Regions from separate parts of the Zea mays genome. Here regions 2, 3 and 4 are each linked to region 1. Evidence: chromatin contacts called from public Hi-C data. All regions are on one chromosome and are shown on one strand. Each heading gives the region's core, a stretch centred on a gene start, on an enhancer-like site or on the middle of the called end of the contact. The rest is flanking DNA. Distances are from core to core; before and after follow the strand shown. Region 1 holds the start of LOC100383075. Region 2 has its middle 12 kb from the start of LOC103640485. Region 3 has its middle 28 kb from the start of LOC118473082. Region 4 holds the start of LOC103640486 (vegetative cell wall protein gp1).

Region 1 (3,668 bases), core at 327-2,826:
GCAGTAAAAGGCCCAATGTCTCGGCAAAGTGTTGCATGAGCACTGAATACGAACAAAGAAGAAAGCAGATGGATGTCACATTCATGTAGTATTCTAATAGCTGCTGTTAAATAGCATCTGATTTCTAACCATCAGCAGCATCGCTCCATTGGAGAAAAGGGAGCACAACACACTAATTAACATAATCATACACACCTTTAGGACAAACAACAACAACAAAAAACAGTTGGCTATAAGACCAAAAAAAAATTAAGAGAAAGGAGCACCAATTATTTGGAGAGCGGAACCCAACATGGGAAGCCAAAGTGAATTGATAGAAAACATTCACATAATTGAGTACCAGTCGTTGGGAACTCTCAAAATATACTCTTTTGCTTGGAAAAGAATATTTGACACAGCTTGTTAACAAAAACTAACCGGTGGTTTAGGGTCTTATATAGAACAAATTAAGGGGGTGAAGCATACGGCATATTTGCATATAAAAATGAAAATTTGACCACCAATAACCTAAAGCAACGCCACGTGAATTTTTGGCACTCTTTTTCTGGTCCAAAAGTCAAAAAATGAAACGTGAAGGTTACAACCAGTGGTGAAATCATTTTTTATGCCCACTGTCAAAGCAGGTAAGTGTCTCCAAACTTCCTAGTATACCATAGCACACAATAAATTCGAAGTGGATGTGGATCAAGGGCTGCAAGTGCAACATCAATGGTGATTGGTAACTGAGACAACTAAAGTACAACCTCACCACACAAAAAATGAAACGTTCCTCGAAGTTGAGAAGGGCGGAAAACAATTATCCTCACACATTTCTAAGCAACTGAGATCTAATTTAGACTACTCTAGCAAGGATTAAACGAATTCCCCAATGCCGATCAAAGAGAAAGCGATGGTATGTTTTCCCCAAAAGAAAACGATTTTGAAACTATCGTGTGATCCAGTACCAATTGGCATGAAGAACTGGAAGATGGAAGAACAGATCAAGGAAGAAACAAAAACTGAGAACTGACCAATCCAAGGCGGTGATGACGACGCCGGCCCAGAGCGGCAGGTACCCGCGGCTGAGGATCTTGATGGCGATGGCGCTGCCGATGACCTCCTGGATGTCCGCGCCGACCATGGCGACCTCGGCCATGAGCCAGAGCGCGCGGCGCGCCCAGTCAGGGTACTCGTCGCGGCAGAGCTCGGCGAGGTGACGGCCTGTGGCGACGCCGAGGCGCGCGGCGAGGAGCTGCACGAGGAGGCCCATGGCGGTGGCCCACATGAGCAGCCACAGCAGCGTGTCCCCGGCGACGGCGCCCGCCTGGAGGTCGCCCTCGAGGTTGCCCGGGTCCAGGAACGCGATGCTCATGAGGAACCCGGGGCCCGTGAAGAGCCAGAGCTTCCGCCACGAGAAGGGCGGCGGTGACGACCCCGAGGACGAGCAGAGCTCCGCGCCGTCGCCATCGCCGTCGACGTCCTCCGGGTCCGGCCCGCCCGAGATGGACACGATGACCTTCTCAGCCGCCTCGTACGCGCGCTCCTCGAGATCCTCGTCGTCGTAGTCCGGCGCCGGGGCGGGGAGCAGCGCGCGCGCCTCCTCGACGGCCCTGGCCGCGGCCGCGGCGGAGGCGGAGTCCACGGCACCGTCGTCGGTGGCGGCCATCGAGATGCGTCGCGAGTTGGACCTTGGACCTGGACGACGCGGGCGGGGCGGGTAAGGCACGTGGTTGGCACGTGCCCGCCTCGGTTCAGCCGTTTCGGATGCTTTGCTTTTGGACCTGCTCTTCAAGTGATAATGCCTTTGTCCCTTCTCGGGACTCTCCAGCAGACTTCCTGTGCTACCGTATATCTCATCCTTTATTTTAAATTAACTATGTAAAGAACATCATTAATATAAAAAAATGGTTTGTATGTTTGTACATGCAAAATATTATTTGACATTATAGACATCACTATTTGCCGTTCTCGTTTACCAGAATTTAAATATATTTAATCTTTTTTATATAATGATACCTGTAATATCTAATTAATACTATTAAATAGATATTTAAATATATTTTATTATAAATTTACTTTTAAATATTACTGTTGAGCAATATTTATGATATCGAGTATGTTTGGACGGTCCGGTCCTGAGGCCCGGACGATTCGGCTCGCTGATGGTCCGCCCTATAGGCGCGAACGGTCCGCGAATAGATCGAATCAGCGGTTAAGACTCCTATCTTCTCGCGTGTTTGGCCCTCTAATCGCAGGAGCTATTGAAGAACGCTTCCCCTTATATATTTGAAGGGGTATGACCGATTGAAGGACCAACAATCGATCAATCAATCAATATACCTCTAGTTTTTTACATTTTACCCTAGTAGTAGACAGTAACTTATATCCCTCTCTATAGTCTTCACCTCTCTCTGGCTCTACGTCGTTTAGAGGCGTCTTAGGTGGCCTGCCAATCACAAGACAAACCTAGGATCTCTCCTCCCCGACAGGTCCCTCTCGGAAGCGAGATCCAGGTGTTGTTCGGTGAACTCTGTCGTCCCTGCGCACGCGCAGACTGTCCGGCTCGTCAAGCAGGAACCCTTGCCTCGGCGCCAGGTCGCGGACCATCCGGCCCTCGGTCACGAACCGTCCGCTCTTCCACAGAGAGCACCATCGCCGGTACTCATCGCAGTGATTGGCGTCCGGATCGGCGTCAACATACTTTTTGGCGACTCTGCTGGGGAAGTTGCGTCATATCGGCCCTCAATGACCGGTTCAAAAGATAGCTCTGATGTCCCCCCAGCAACATCATCGAGTCGACTTGGGAAACCTTGCCGGCCGAAAAACAACTGGAGTTCGAGGAGCACCAGGAGTAGCTGGTCAAGGAAGCAAAAGCAAAGTTCCAGGCCAAATTCAAAGTGGACAGGAACAACAAGGTCGTTCGATAATGGGAAAAGGCAGCTGGTCGACTGGTCAAATCTGGCCCAACCTTTGATCAATTATTATCTAAATATGTGAAAAAAGGTCGGTCCAAGTGACCGGTCACCAAAGCGACCTCGCTCACCTACTCATGAACATGCCAACAGGTAAGACAGGTTGGACCATCTGTAACACCCTAAATTTGGTGGTATAAAAATTTCTTCTCTAATGCCTACCAAATTCAGGTGTTACCTCTTGTTTCTCTCTCTCTAGATTTCTTTTCTCTCTTTTTTTCTCTCTCTCTAGATTTCTTTTCTCTCTTTTTTATTAGAATTAAGTCACTAGGTGAGCAATTAACTATTTATTTATTATATCAAAACCAATGTGAGTCATAAAATGTTGCATCATGCTAAGCCAACTTATTCTTTTGTTTTGATGCACATGTTTGAAATTGTTTGAATTTAAATTTGGTTTGAATTTGATTTGAAATCCATAGAGAAAATAAAAAAGAAAATCATTTAGAAAATCCCAGGAAAAAGAAAAACGAATTTCGTCAATTAAGCCCAACCTAGTCCAGATAGGCCGCACACGCGCGCCCGCTCCGCTTGACAGGTGGGTCCCATCTGTCAGCGACGGCCCACGTTCGCGCTCCCTCCCTCTCTCCCTCCCGCTGCCCGGTGGGGCTGGCTTGTCGGCGCCGGTTTCTTCGCGCGCGCGCCCGCTCTCTCTCTCTATCTATCTCTCTCTCTGCCCGGTGGGTCCGCTCTATCACCGCTGACCGCCCGTTCGCG
Region 2 (3,668 bases), core at 680-3,179, 470 kb before region 1:
TCAGCTACGCCGCGCGCAAGGAGTACTGGACGAACACAGCAGCAATCGGATGGATCAGACCGCCGCCACTTGGGCTGCACCAGCTAGCTAGCCGGGCGGCAGAGTGGAGCGGTAGGGCGGCACTGCGTTTGACTTGCGGCCGGGTTGGCGCCACAGCCCACAGGCATCGGCATGGGCATGGTGCTGGTGCATATGCAAAGCCTTGCTCGTAAAGTTGCAACCTTTACTTGTGCTATAGTGCAGCTGTAGGGCGCTGCATGCTTTGGTCAGAGCTGATATTCCATTTCCATTCCATTCCCATGGCGGCGTGTCGGTCTGGCTCTGGTCGTGCATGGCGAGAACAGAAAGAAATTACCTGGGGGCAGCTGTGGACACATACAGCTGACAGTGAGTGAGCTGTGTGTGTGAGCAGCAGAGTGGCCTTTCTGACCGACCGAGGTCACTCACAAACATCAAAGTGGCCCGGTCCGGAGGGACAGTTGGTCGGAGATCTGATGATCGGTCCAAAGACGCACGCACGCACGCACTCTCGGCTGTAAAGCGCCATTACAGGACTGGGATGCAATGCAATGCAGGCAAAGCGACGCAGCTAGCTAGGCGGGGTTTAAAGATGCAGCGGAATCTCATCGTGCATGCGGTGCCTGCCTTTTTTTTCCCATGGCGGCTTTACTGCATGCAAGTCTGTCGTCGGCGGTTTAGCTAGCGAGAGGAGAGAGCTAGCGCGCGGCCGGGTTGGTCGCGGTCGGTGCAGTGGTGAATGGAAATGGAAATGGAGGCAGGGCCACTCTCGCTACTCCGTAAGCACGCACGCACCACTGGCAGCAGTGGGAAGGCGAAGGACCCAGCGGAGAAGAGCTTCTCCGGCAACTGGACAGCACTACCACCGTCGTCGAGCAGCTAGCTAGCTTCTAGCGATGACAGCTTCCGCGTACGCTGTCTGGGAATTGGATCCCGTTTCAGTCCATATCTGTCTGTCCAGTGTTCGTTCAGACGAGCGTTTTTTTTTTCCTGTTCGCGGCAGCACACACTGCACTGCGGGCGTGGCCAACTTTTTTACATTTTAGTCCTTTTTAAGTTTTTTTTTCACAATTATGTTCTTTACAGTTTCATTTCAAAAAATGAATCTCAACCTCGGCACTATCATCAAGGTAACGCATAACGACGCCAATATCGTTGGCGCCAACTTTTCCTACGTGGTGATAGTCGATATGACAAGTCCCATGCGGTCGGCGCCATAGATCTTGGCGCCGACCCCCCTCGACGGCGAGTTCTGGTGCTGTCCAGGAGGGTCGGCGCCAAGATCTATGACGCTGACTCCCTGGGACTTGCCACATCGCTTGCCACGTAGGAAAAGTTGGCGCCAATTATGTCGGCGTCACTATTCGTTACCTTGATGTCAATGATGATGGTGCCGAGGTTAAGATCTATTTTTTAAAGGGAAATTTGGATCCATACCATTAAAAGATCACCACTTTAGATCCATACCATTACTATCTCACTTACACGTGGGTCCACATGAGTCAATGACATGTGGGGTCCATGATATATATCTAAAGTTTGGATCTTTTAATGTTATAGATCCAATTGTTCCCTTTTTAAAATAAAACTGCAAAAGACATAATTATGAAAAAAACCCTAAAAGGACTAAAATGCAAAAAAAAAGTTGGCGGACGCGGCGGCGGTCTAGGTGGCTGCTAATCATGGTGTGCTCAGCGTGTGCATGACGGTACGTAGTGTTCAGACGAGCGTTGTTTCGTCGACGAGCTCAGACCATCATCATCGTGTGCGTTACGACACTAAGCATAAGGACGAATTTGTACGGTGGAAAATAAGACATCTCTACTTTGGTTACAAGCCAGCGGCTCCATGCTTGTTTTTGCTCAGCCACATGCATGTCAAGGCTTTCGGCCGGCCCAGACAATACCTACAGACCGAAACGTTTACATGGGCTCTTAAAAAGTCACAATACACGGGTGCTTAAGTGGGTCAGGCATCGGGCTACGAGCGTGGTCTCTTGCTGCTTCCATAAAAATAATACTAAGTGCTAGTGCTACGCGTCGGCGCCCATTTTATCACCAAACGCTGGAATGAACCGTCTGTCGGTATTGACACCTTTAGGTCTGTTCGGTTATTCCTATTTCAAGTGGACTGAAATATATTAGATTAAATTGAGACGTATTTTAATTTATTGTAGATTTAAACCGATTCAATTCTACTCAATTCACATGGATTAGCAATAAAACGAACAAGCCCTTAGATGATGTAGGATCAGATAAATTGAACATCTTTTGAGCACTAAGCCACATCCATGATGGTCACCACCTATTTAGGGCAAACAACAACGAACCCTAGGACCTTCTCGTGACAAGCACTACCGGAATTCGGCTTTTTGCCGAGTGTTAAATGATTTGCCGAGCGTTTTTTTTCGGGCACTCGGCAAGCCGAGTGCCAAGTAAAAAACCCTCGGTAAAAAACACTCCGCAAAGAAACTCTTTGCCGAGTGTTTTATTTTTTACACTTGGTATAGAGTTTCTTTGCTGAGTGTTTTTTATTGACACTCAACAAAGAGTATTTGCCGAGTGTTTTATTTTTGACACTCGACAAAGAGTTTTTTTGTCGAGTGTTTTATTTTGCACACTAGGCAAAGACAATTTTAAAATCACATTTTAAAGCAGTACATTAATTCAAATGAAAAAGTTTTCAACTACAAATTTGTATAACTCATCAAGATGTACAATTTATATTTTGATAATTTTCTTATATGACAAAATAAAAGTAAATTTGTTCATAAAACCTATCTCTTTCTCGTAGTTTATGAAACTATAAGAGAGATGTATAAGATTTTTGAATAATGTTAGAACCATCATTTGAGATGAACAAATGACCAAACAACCAAAATAAACTTTGTAGGTCTCGGGAAGTTATAGAATTTTGTAGTTGACAACTTTTTCATTTGAAGTTATCTTGTCAACGAAAACTACATTTGAATTTTAAAAATTTAAAAAATGAATTTTGAAAACGACGTCGGATGGGAAAACCACCAACATAAATGTTGTAGGTCTTCAAAAGTTATGAAATTTTGTAGTTGGCAATATTTTGGTTTGAAATCATGTTGTCATGTAAAACTATGTTTGAATTTTAAAATTTGAATTTTTTAAATTACCTCGAATGGAAAAAACCACCAAAATAAAAGTTGTTTGTATTGAAATGTAATGAAATTTTGTAACTAATAATTTTTTGATTTGAAATCATATTATCATTGAAAAATTCGTGTCTTTTCAAATTTGAAATTCAAATTTTGTAAATAGCCTCGGACGTAGAAACTATCAAAATAGAACTTGTAGATCTTGAAATGTTATGCAACTTTATAGTTGGTCATATTTTCAAATGAATTCATTTAGTGCCTCAAATAATCAAATTACTCTCGGTATGAGGAATGAAAACATAATATAGACAAAATGATGTAGTAGTGTAGTGGTAGAGGAGGGTATGCGAGAGAGAGGTTGCGAGTTCGAATCTCACCATTCACAAAACATGTTAATTTGATTTAAAATAATAGTGAAAAATGATAAGGAGATGGGTAACTGTAATGGGGAGTGGTTGGTGGAGAGTTGTTCCCATAATTTTAAAAAATGTTTTGCTGTTTTTGGAGGTTTTTTGCGATTCTT
Region 3 (3,668 bases), core at 742-3,241, 400 kb before region 1:
AAGTTGCAAATTGAAAAGATGAATGAAAAATATCGTATTGCTGCTAGTAAAGGTAGGAAGGATATAAAATTAGAACCAGGTGGTGTGGGTTCTTTGAGAAAGGATATGTTTCCTAATTTGAGAAAGTCTAAACTCATGCCACATGTTGTTGGGCCTTATAAAGTTCTTGCAAAAATTAATGATAATGCGTACACAATTGAGTTGCCACCTAATTTTGGGATTAGTCCCACCTTTAACACGATCGCGTGCACGACAACTAAATATTCATGTACATTCTACCCTAGTCAATTACGTTTTAGAGCTTACGCTCAGGACCATAGATGTTTAATGATTAGAAACATTGGAAAGGACCAACAAGGACTTGGGAAAGGCCAAGGGATTGAGGAGGAGGAGCAATGGCGTCCACAACAGGAAGGACATCAAGTCCGTCTCAGCTGCGATTCTATCTGGGGTTCCATGTCCAGCCTGTACAAAAATGGGTGCCCAGTACGCATTCATACTTCGATTGCGGCGAACTTGATATGGTTGGAAAGATAAAGAAATTATCTAACCAACCCAACTGGTTCCACCTTAAAATTCATCCAGAGTCAACGGGAATCGTCGAAACAATTCTGTTTGGTGCTGCGACACCGTCTGTTGGACCGTTGGCCCGTGTATCGCGTTGGAGACCATTAGGGACGAGACCAGTGGTCACGCACGCCCTAATACTCTATATATTCAGCAGCTGTCGTCACATTAGGGTGGATTTTGCTTAGATTATTCTGTCATCGAACAATATTACTGTCATCGGCTTGTGAGACCCCATCTCGTAATTAACACAGTTTGGTTGCGTTCTTTCTGTTCTGGCTTGTGTTCTTGATTGCGCTTGCAGGGATAAGCCTTCGTGGCGAGGTCACTCGTGTGTTACGGGTGATAACCAACAGAGCAGAGGTGTAGTCATTGCGAGGAGCCGTTCGCTCGGAGTCTTGGATCATCAACGTCGAGATCTCCACCCAATCAAGTTATCATACCTCACGGAAGATCGGGCCTCATCCTCTATCAAGCTGGTCACCCGCGATGTTCTTAGACGACGTAAAGTCACATAGAAATTAATAGATCAATTCGAGGAGGAGATCTTGAGTGAGGTAGATGAAATAGATCTTGCCTCTTAAGAGATAACCACGTGATTAGATGGATAACCACGCATGAGATAAAGATAATCATCCGAGTCAATCCGATCGCTGTCCGCGCCCTAGGATCGGACCGTCCGCCACTTTTAATGTTCAACGCTATGGAATTCTGCACTCCAACGATGATTATCGATAAATTATATTTAGCTTCAGCCAGCAGAGCAGAAACAGAGTGCCAACAGACAGATTCGCTGATGAATAGGCATGCGAGTTAATACGGCCGATGGTGGTTTGCAAACAGTAATTTGCTTATTTGTATTCATTTCGTTTAATTGTCTCTGTTTGTAGAAGTACGCAGTCAAACTGAAAACGCTAGGGATATCGTCGATGTCTTGAAGTTGAACGATTGGAAGATGTAGTCCAGGTTCTTCGTTTGTAGTAATAGGTTAAACCAACTGAAGCACGGTCAAGACAAGAACCCCATTGCCATTTACATAGAAGTGAAGGTAACAGAAGAAATTCAGATCATAGTCAGCTGTCTGTTTCATATAAAAAGATGGTGAAACTGAAAAACAAAAGTTTGTGAACATTGTAAAATGTAATGCACACCAAAAGAGAAAAAATGTCATTTTTTAAAACAATGAAACAACAATATGTGAAATAAAAACTAAGTACTAGTTTGGCAAAATGGATTCTCGTTTTCTAAGGGATTAAAATTTTTGTAAAGGAAAATGAATAAATTTCATTTGGAAAAATTAAAATCTATTTAAAAAATGAGGTTACCAAAAGTCCAGAAAAGAACAGAATAACCGAAACAAAAGGATACAAACTGGGCCCAACAAAAAAAAGAAAGCCCAATAAAGAAAATCAAAACGGAAACCAGAACGATGAGGCATACATGGGCCAAAGCTTGCATCAATCGGCTGAGAACAAAAGTTGTTGAGATCAAAGTGTATAATAGCCTCTACCACCTTGTTTCTGTCATTGAAATAGTAAGAAAACATGTTTAGATCATCTCATTTGGATGCCGGACAAAGGAGTAGAAATTCATGAAAGTTATGCCGGCACTGTGGATCCACCGAGTACTGTTTCAGGTATCTACAAATTTTATCTTACTATATATTTTCAGAAACAACTCTACCATTCAACCTATGTCAAAACCCCTTAATTATTTATTTATTTAATTATTTTGTTCATCGCTACGCCAATAGCTAGCTCCGATCATAGAACATCAATCATTCATTAATAAAAAAATGCAATGATATACTATATGCACGTTTCTGCTAATTAAAGAATATACAAGATTTGCATCCATGCATCGACAAGTCAAAAAGCATGCAATCAGCTAGCTTGATCCTTCCTAGCTTACTTTGAACCCCCCTCTATTCAGACGGCTTAAATTCATTCAATCATACACATTGACACTGTTTAACTGCAGAGTGCAGACTGAAACATTATGTAGAGTCCAAACTGGTTAAAATTCACACATATGCAACCAAATGTATCGACGTTTCTTAAAAAATTGTACATACTACCTTGCATTGAGACATTTTCAATCGTTCACATATATGCAACCAGATGTATCGACGTTTCTTAAAAAAAATGTGCATACTACCTTGCATTGACTTCTTTTCAATGTTACATACCATGTTTATTGATTGGTCAAAGATACTTACTACTTCTTCTCGTTACTTTTTTTCCTCAAATGTTCACAATTATGCAGGTATAAACTGAACATCTGATAGAACCGCTAAAGCAACTATGTTCTACTTTGAAACTATCGTTACTAATAGTGTTAGAAAATTATCTATATCACTATTAGCATCTACATCAAATTCAACGATAGCTCCATCAGAAATTGCAGCTATTGTCTTTCTCAAATTTACATTCCTTAACACTCATGACAGTGAATCATACCGAGGCCAAAGTAAAACATTCATTCTTAGGTACATGCGCGTGCTGGCGCGCGTAAGTGACTAGTTAGTTTTAGTTGCACCTACGTCACTACGGTTATATACAATTTCTTTCCACAACACAAATTAACATGAGTTGCGGTAGTCAGAAGCGAGTGCTCTTGTCGGGCATGATAATTAGGGGTACCCAGAATACGCCCCTAAAATGCGCTCAGAAAAGGTTAATTGCTCAGACATAATCCCCGAAGACGCACCTCATAATGAAATTCTTGTATTTGTATTAAAATTTGTGAAACAAGTTTGAGTTTAAAAATTAGAATTTGAAAATAAAAGGGGAACATAAAAGAAAAGGATGGGAATTTAAAGGAAATCATTTATTTCTCCATAAATAAATAACAAGAAAAATAATAACTAATAATATTAAAAATAGCAGTGGTAATATTCATAGTAGTAATGATTTTGACACTGGGAGTCTGAAATTCAAAACAGGGATTTGAATATGGTTCAAATGCTTCAAATTTGGAAAAAAGTAAAAGAATAAAAAAATAAAAAAGATTTACCAGCGCCTTGGGCCGGGTCTTCACTGGCAGCCCAACTTCCCTTCACCCGCTGGCCCAGCCTGGGCGTCGTTCTGAGGGTTGAGTCA
Region 4 (3,668 bases), core at 814-3,313, 280 kb before region 1:
ATTTTTCGCGTTGAATTTGCAATAGAACCGGTCAGACCGATTTGAACCAGCCAAACCTGTTTGCCAACAAGCATGTTGGTTTGGTTGCCTGCTTAGCTTCCTAGCCCCCTAGAAATCGCCAAGCCAGTTTGGGACTGGGCTAGGCTAGTTTTCTGTCCTATTCTATTCCGAACCGAATGATTTTAAGCTAGTTTAGATCTATTTTTGGTGTGGGAAACTTGGATGTTACAATTTGGATATCTTCCCCCAGCCTTATCTATGTACCTCCTATTTGGAGTTACATTCTGTAAACGGTACTGTTTGCAGTGCAAAACAATACAAAACACTGTGTTTTGCATGGTCTGTTGCCCACAAGCTTAAGCTATAACTAGGATCGTGTATAGTAGATTGTGTATATGACCGTGCAAAACACTAATTTATACTATAGATTATACTATTTACAGAGTGGAGTTTGAAATAATAGACGAGGATAAATAAGTTGTGGGAGATAGCCCTATAGATAATATGAAGACCAAACAAAAAAATTAGACAGAAACTTTTACCTCTTTGTCGGGGATGAGATCCTCGGTCCCTATGGCCCATCGGTCAAAGAGCGCACTAGGGAAAGGCCTCTAGCAACTGGGCCCTGCTGGTTAGCCGGAGGAGATAGGAACGACTACCCTGAGACACCCACCCCCGGACGAACCTCGCGGCACTGAGCCCAAGGTCGGGTGTGGTGGAACCTGACAGGGGGCTGGGCGCGTCGAAGCGAAACTACTCGAGTGGATGTTGTGCCTGGCCCGAGACCGACTCGTCATAAGTGACCGACTACATTAACTACGCCTGGCGATGAGTCGTGGCAGAGGCACCGGCCCACTTCCCACTCATGACTGACGAACCCCTCAGACTGCGACACATTTATTGCCCATGCACTCTAGGCCTACGACGCACTCATGGTCTATCGGGACTAGGCTTGAGTGTGCAGAACGCTGGCAGGGCGCTATGATGCCCGCGCCACCCGCCATAGAGAATACATGACAATCGGACGACCACGAGACCAACGAGCACGCGTGGCTTCACCATGGTAGAACGTTTGGTTTACCACTGGTGCCCGACCCCTTCCTCGACCTATAAAAGGAAGAGGTTAGTCCCCGGACCAAAGGATCTCGGGCAGACAGATGCACGCACAAGGACGGACCTAGACGAGAAGACGCCCAGAAGGACCGACGAATAGGAGTACGCACCGACGATAACCCAGAGACCGGAGCCCCGCCATCAAGCCAAGACTTAGCTAGGACTCCACTCTGTCACCCTTAGCTCCACCTCTACCATGATAAGAGACTTGGGAAACTCTCCTCCCTCTCTCGCCCGCTTGTAACTCCTACTACGTGCTTTGATCTTCAATGGTGTCGGTTAGCGCAAGCCGCCGATGACTGGAAGTAGAAACATCCTGTCCGAACCAATATAAATCTTACGTCCACCGTGTATACCGTCCGAACACCGGAACACACACAATCAGTGGCGGTCCCAGCTGCTACGCTTAGGATGTGCCGAAAAAATATCAAAAAAAAAAAAGAAACAAAAAATAGTTATCAATAAGACTCGAACCTTGACTCACAATATCAAAAAATAATACTTACACCACTATGTTAACTACCCTTATATGATTTTAGGGTGTGCCGTTCATTATATGGACCATCCACTAGGTCCACCATGCATATAATAAATTACTTGTCGGAGAGATGTTTGAAACATCCACCGTCTTCAAAATTGAGCGTAGATACTGTACCTGCAGAGCATCGTGACATTGCTTGCCACTTAAGTAAAAAAAAAGAACAAAGCTCCTTTAGTTTTGCTAAAAGGGAAACCTGAGAGATCCGCCCGAAATTGGAAGAGGACAAAACAGAGACGGAGGAACAGACAAAGCTAGCGTCACCGTCAAAGTAGAGAGGAGCCCCATTAGTCATTACCACGAATCATTTTTTTGTGGCTTTGTGAGTGGTCGGTACTCGGTAGCTAAGATCATCTTTTGTGCTAATCTTGCACTAATCACCATCATAGTTTGAGCATTTCACTATCTCATCAGCCATCGACCACCACGCCGTGTCAGTTCTTCAAAAAAGCTTCTCCTAGACCCCTAGCCCACTCTCTCCCTCTTCATGCAGTCGTGTTGCAGTGCATCATCAGCCTTTGTTCAGTCATGACCACGAGACGAGAGACAGCACCACACGCAGACGCAGAGGCAGGTCCTTTCACATGCCCACGACGCACAGCCTTTACCACCGCTGCTCTGCTCCCCTCAAAGCCAAGGCCAGTAGAAACCAGCCCAGCTTGCTCTCTCTGCTCTTCCCCCTCACACTTCTCCCTCGCTCATCACTCATAGTCACACAGTCACACTACAGAGCCCAGAGCCCTAGTGTCCTCCCCTCCCCTCCCCATGGCCCCTCACCGCCTCCTCCAGCTTCTACTGCTCCTCGCCGCCGCCATGACCACCGCCCGGTCCCAGACCCAGTCACCAGCCGCCGCGCCATCCACCTCACCCTCCTCTACCGCCGCCGCCGCCCCAAGCCCCTCATCCTCCTCCTCCCCGCCGCCCTCCAAGGACACCCACATCTCCACCTCGCCCGCCGCGTCCCCGTCCTCGTCCCACGCCGGCGCCAAGCTCACCTCCCCGGCCGCCTCCCCCGCGCCCACCCACTCCCCGACCCCACCGACGCCACCGCCGTCTCCGCCCACCCCAGCCCCCACCAGCTCCTCGCCGCCGCCCGCATTGCCGCCCCCGGCCGCGGCGCCGGCGCCGGCGCCCGTGGGCGCGAGCGCCCCTCCGCCCGCCGCGTCCTCCCCGCCGGTCCCAGCGCCGACGCTCGCCCCCGCGCCGTCGTCGTCCCCTCCGGCCCCGGCGCCCGTCCTCGCGGCGCCCGCGCCCGCGCCCAGCAAGAAGCCGACGCCGACGAAGAAGAAGCACGCGCCAGCACCGCTCGCGGCCGCGTCCCCGGCCACCGGCACCGGCACCGGCGTGGGCCTCGCCCCCGGCCCTGGCCCCTCCACCGCCGACATGATGGTACGTGACCCACTGGCACTGCGCTCCACCTCTCTCCGTACCACGTACTGTAGTAGCTAGAGCAGAGCAGCCGGGGCAGGCTAGCCGCACTACGCTTGCATTGCACACGTGTTGGGACCGCAGCCGTCGGGTATTCCGAACCCAGGCGCATTTGATCCCACCACCACTACCGGGCAGGCGGGCACAGTCGCACAGGCAAGCATGCAGGCAGTCAGTGAGTCAGGCACCGGCCAGCGGGCGCGGAGACCGAGGCACTCGCGCTGCTGACGCGCGGGACCCCGCGCGTCAGCGAGAGGCAGGCATGCGTGTCGGGTCAAAGCACGGGAGGCTGGCCGGCGAACCCGGTCGAGCTGCGGGCCCCGCGCACGCGTACCCGTGCGGACAGCACTCCTACTCGATGCTTCGTGGGCCGGGCCCTGGTGGAGGAGAAGTAGCCGTTCGCGGGGCGTGGGTCTGGGATTCTGGGTACGGCCGCGCCTACTGTACGTAGGCGCACCAATAATTTCCGCCGTGTACTGCCCCCTGCCCCTGTTGCTTTGCTTCGTTCGTTCGTCGGCTTGTGCGTTCAACTGCGTGGTTATAAATGCACTTTTGACTGGCCTGCGGGCCCCATCTTTTTGCAGAGCGG

The links. A called contact is a pair of places that touch in the nucleus more often than the background predicts.
Region 2: a contact with region 1 is called in a Hi-C map of ear, with 4 times the contacts expected there. The contact joins the enhancer-like site here to the promoter of LOC100383075 in region 1. A contact is called at or near these places in 2 of 25 Hi-C or Micro-C datasets (ear and tassel).
Region 3: a contact with region 1 is called in a Hi-C map of leaf, with 3 times the contacts expected there. The contact joins the enhancer-like site here to the promoter of LOC100383075 in region 1. A contact is called at or near these places in 2 of 25 Hi-C or Micro-C datasets (ear and leaf).
Region 4: a Hi-C map of bundle sheath shows a contact between it and region 1, with 1.9 times the contacts expected there. The contact joins the promoter of LOC103640486 here to the promoter of LOC100383075 in region 1. A contact is called at or near these places in 2 of 25 Hi-C or Micro-C datasets (bundle sheath and ear).

Annotation. Positions count from the first base shown.
Region 1 is chr1:165,221,941-165,225,608 of Zm-B73-REFERENCE-NAM-5.0, forward strand. It overlaps LOC100383075, which reads right to left and starts at 1,577. Exons shown (of 4, transcript NM_001175746.1): 1 at 1,011-1,577. The coding sequence starts at 1,351.
Region 2 is chr1:164,747,247-164,750,914 of Zm-B73-REFERENCE-NAM-5.0, forward strand. No RefSeq gene overlaps it. Among protein-coding and RNA genes, the nearest start is that of LOC103640485, 12 kb to the left of the region's middle. Within about 2 kb of position 1,930, at least 16 of the 20 cell types and tissues checked have an H3K27ac peak or open chromatin away from gene starts, as enhancers often do. A contact at or near this core is called in ear and tassel, where this site is marked.
Region 3 is chr1:164,821,745-164,825,412 of Zm-B73-REFERENCE-NAM-5.0, forward strand. No RefSeq gene overlaps it. Among protein-coding and RNA genes, the nearest start is that of LOC118473082, 28 kb to the left of the region's middle. Within about 2 kb of position 1,992, at least 2 of the 20 cell types and tissues checked have an H3K27ac peak or open chromatin away from gene starts, as enhancers often do. A contact at or near this core is called in leaf, where this site is marked.
Region 4 is chr1:164,945,153-164,948,820 of Zm-B73-REFERENCE-NAM-5.0, forward strand. LOC103640486 (vegetative cell wall protein gp1) reads left to right here and starts at 2,064. Exons shown (of 2, transcript XM_008663091.4): 1 at 2,064-3,040; 2 at 3,664-3,668. The coding sequence starts at 2,417.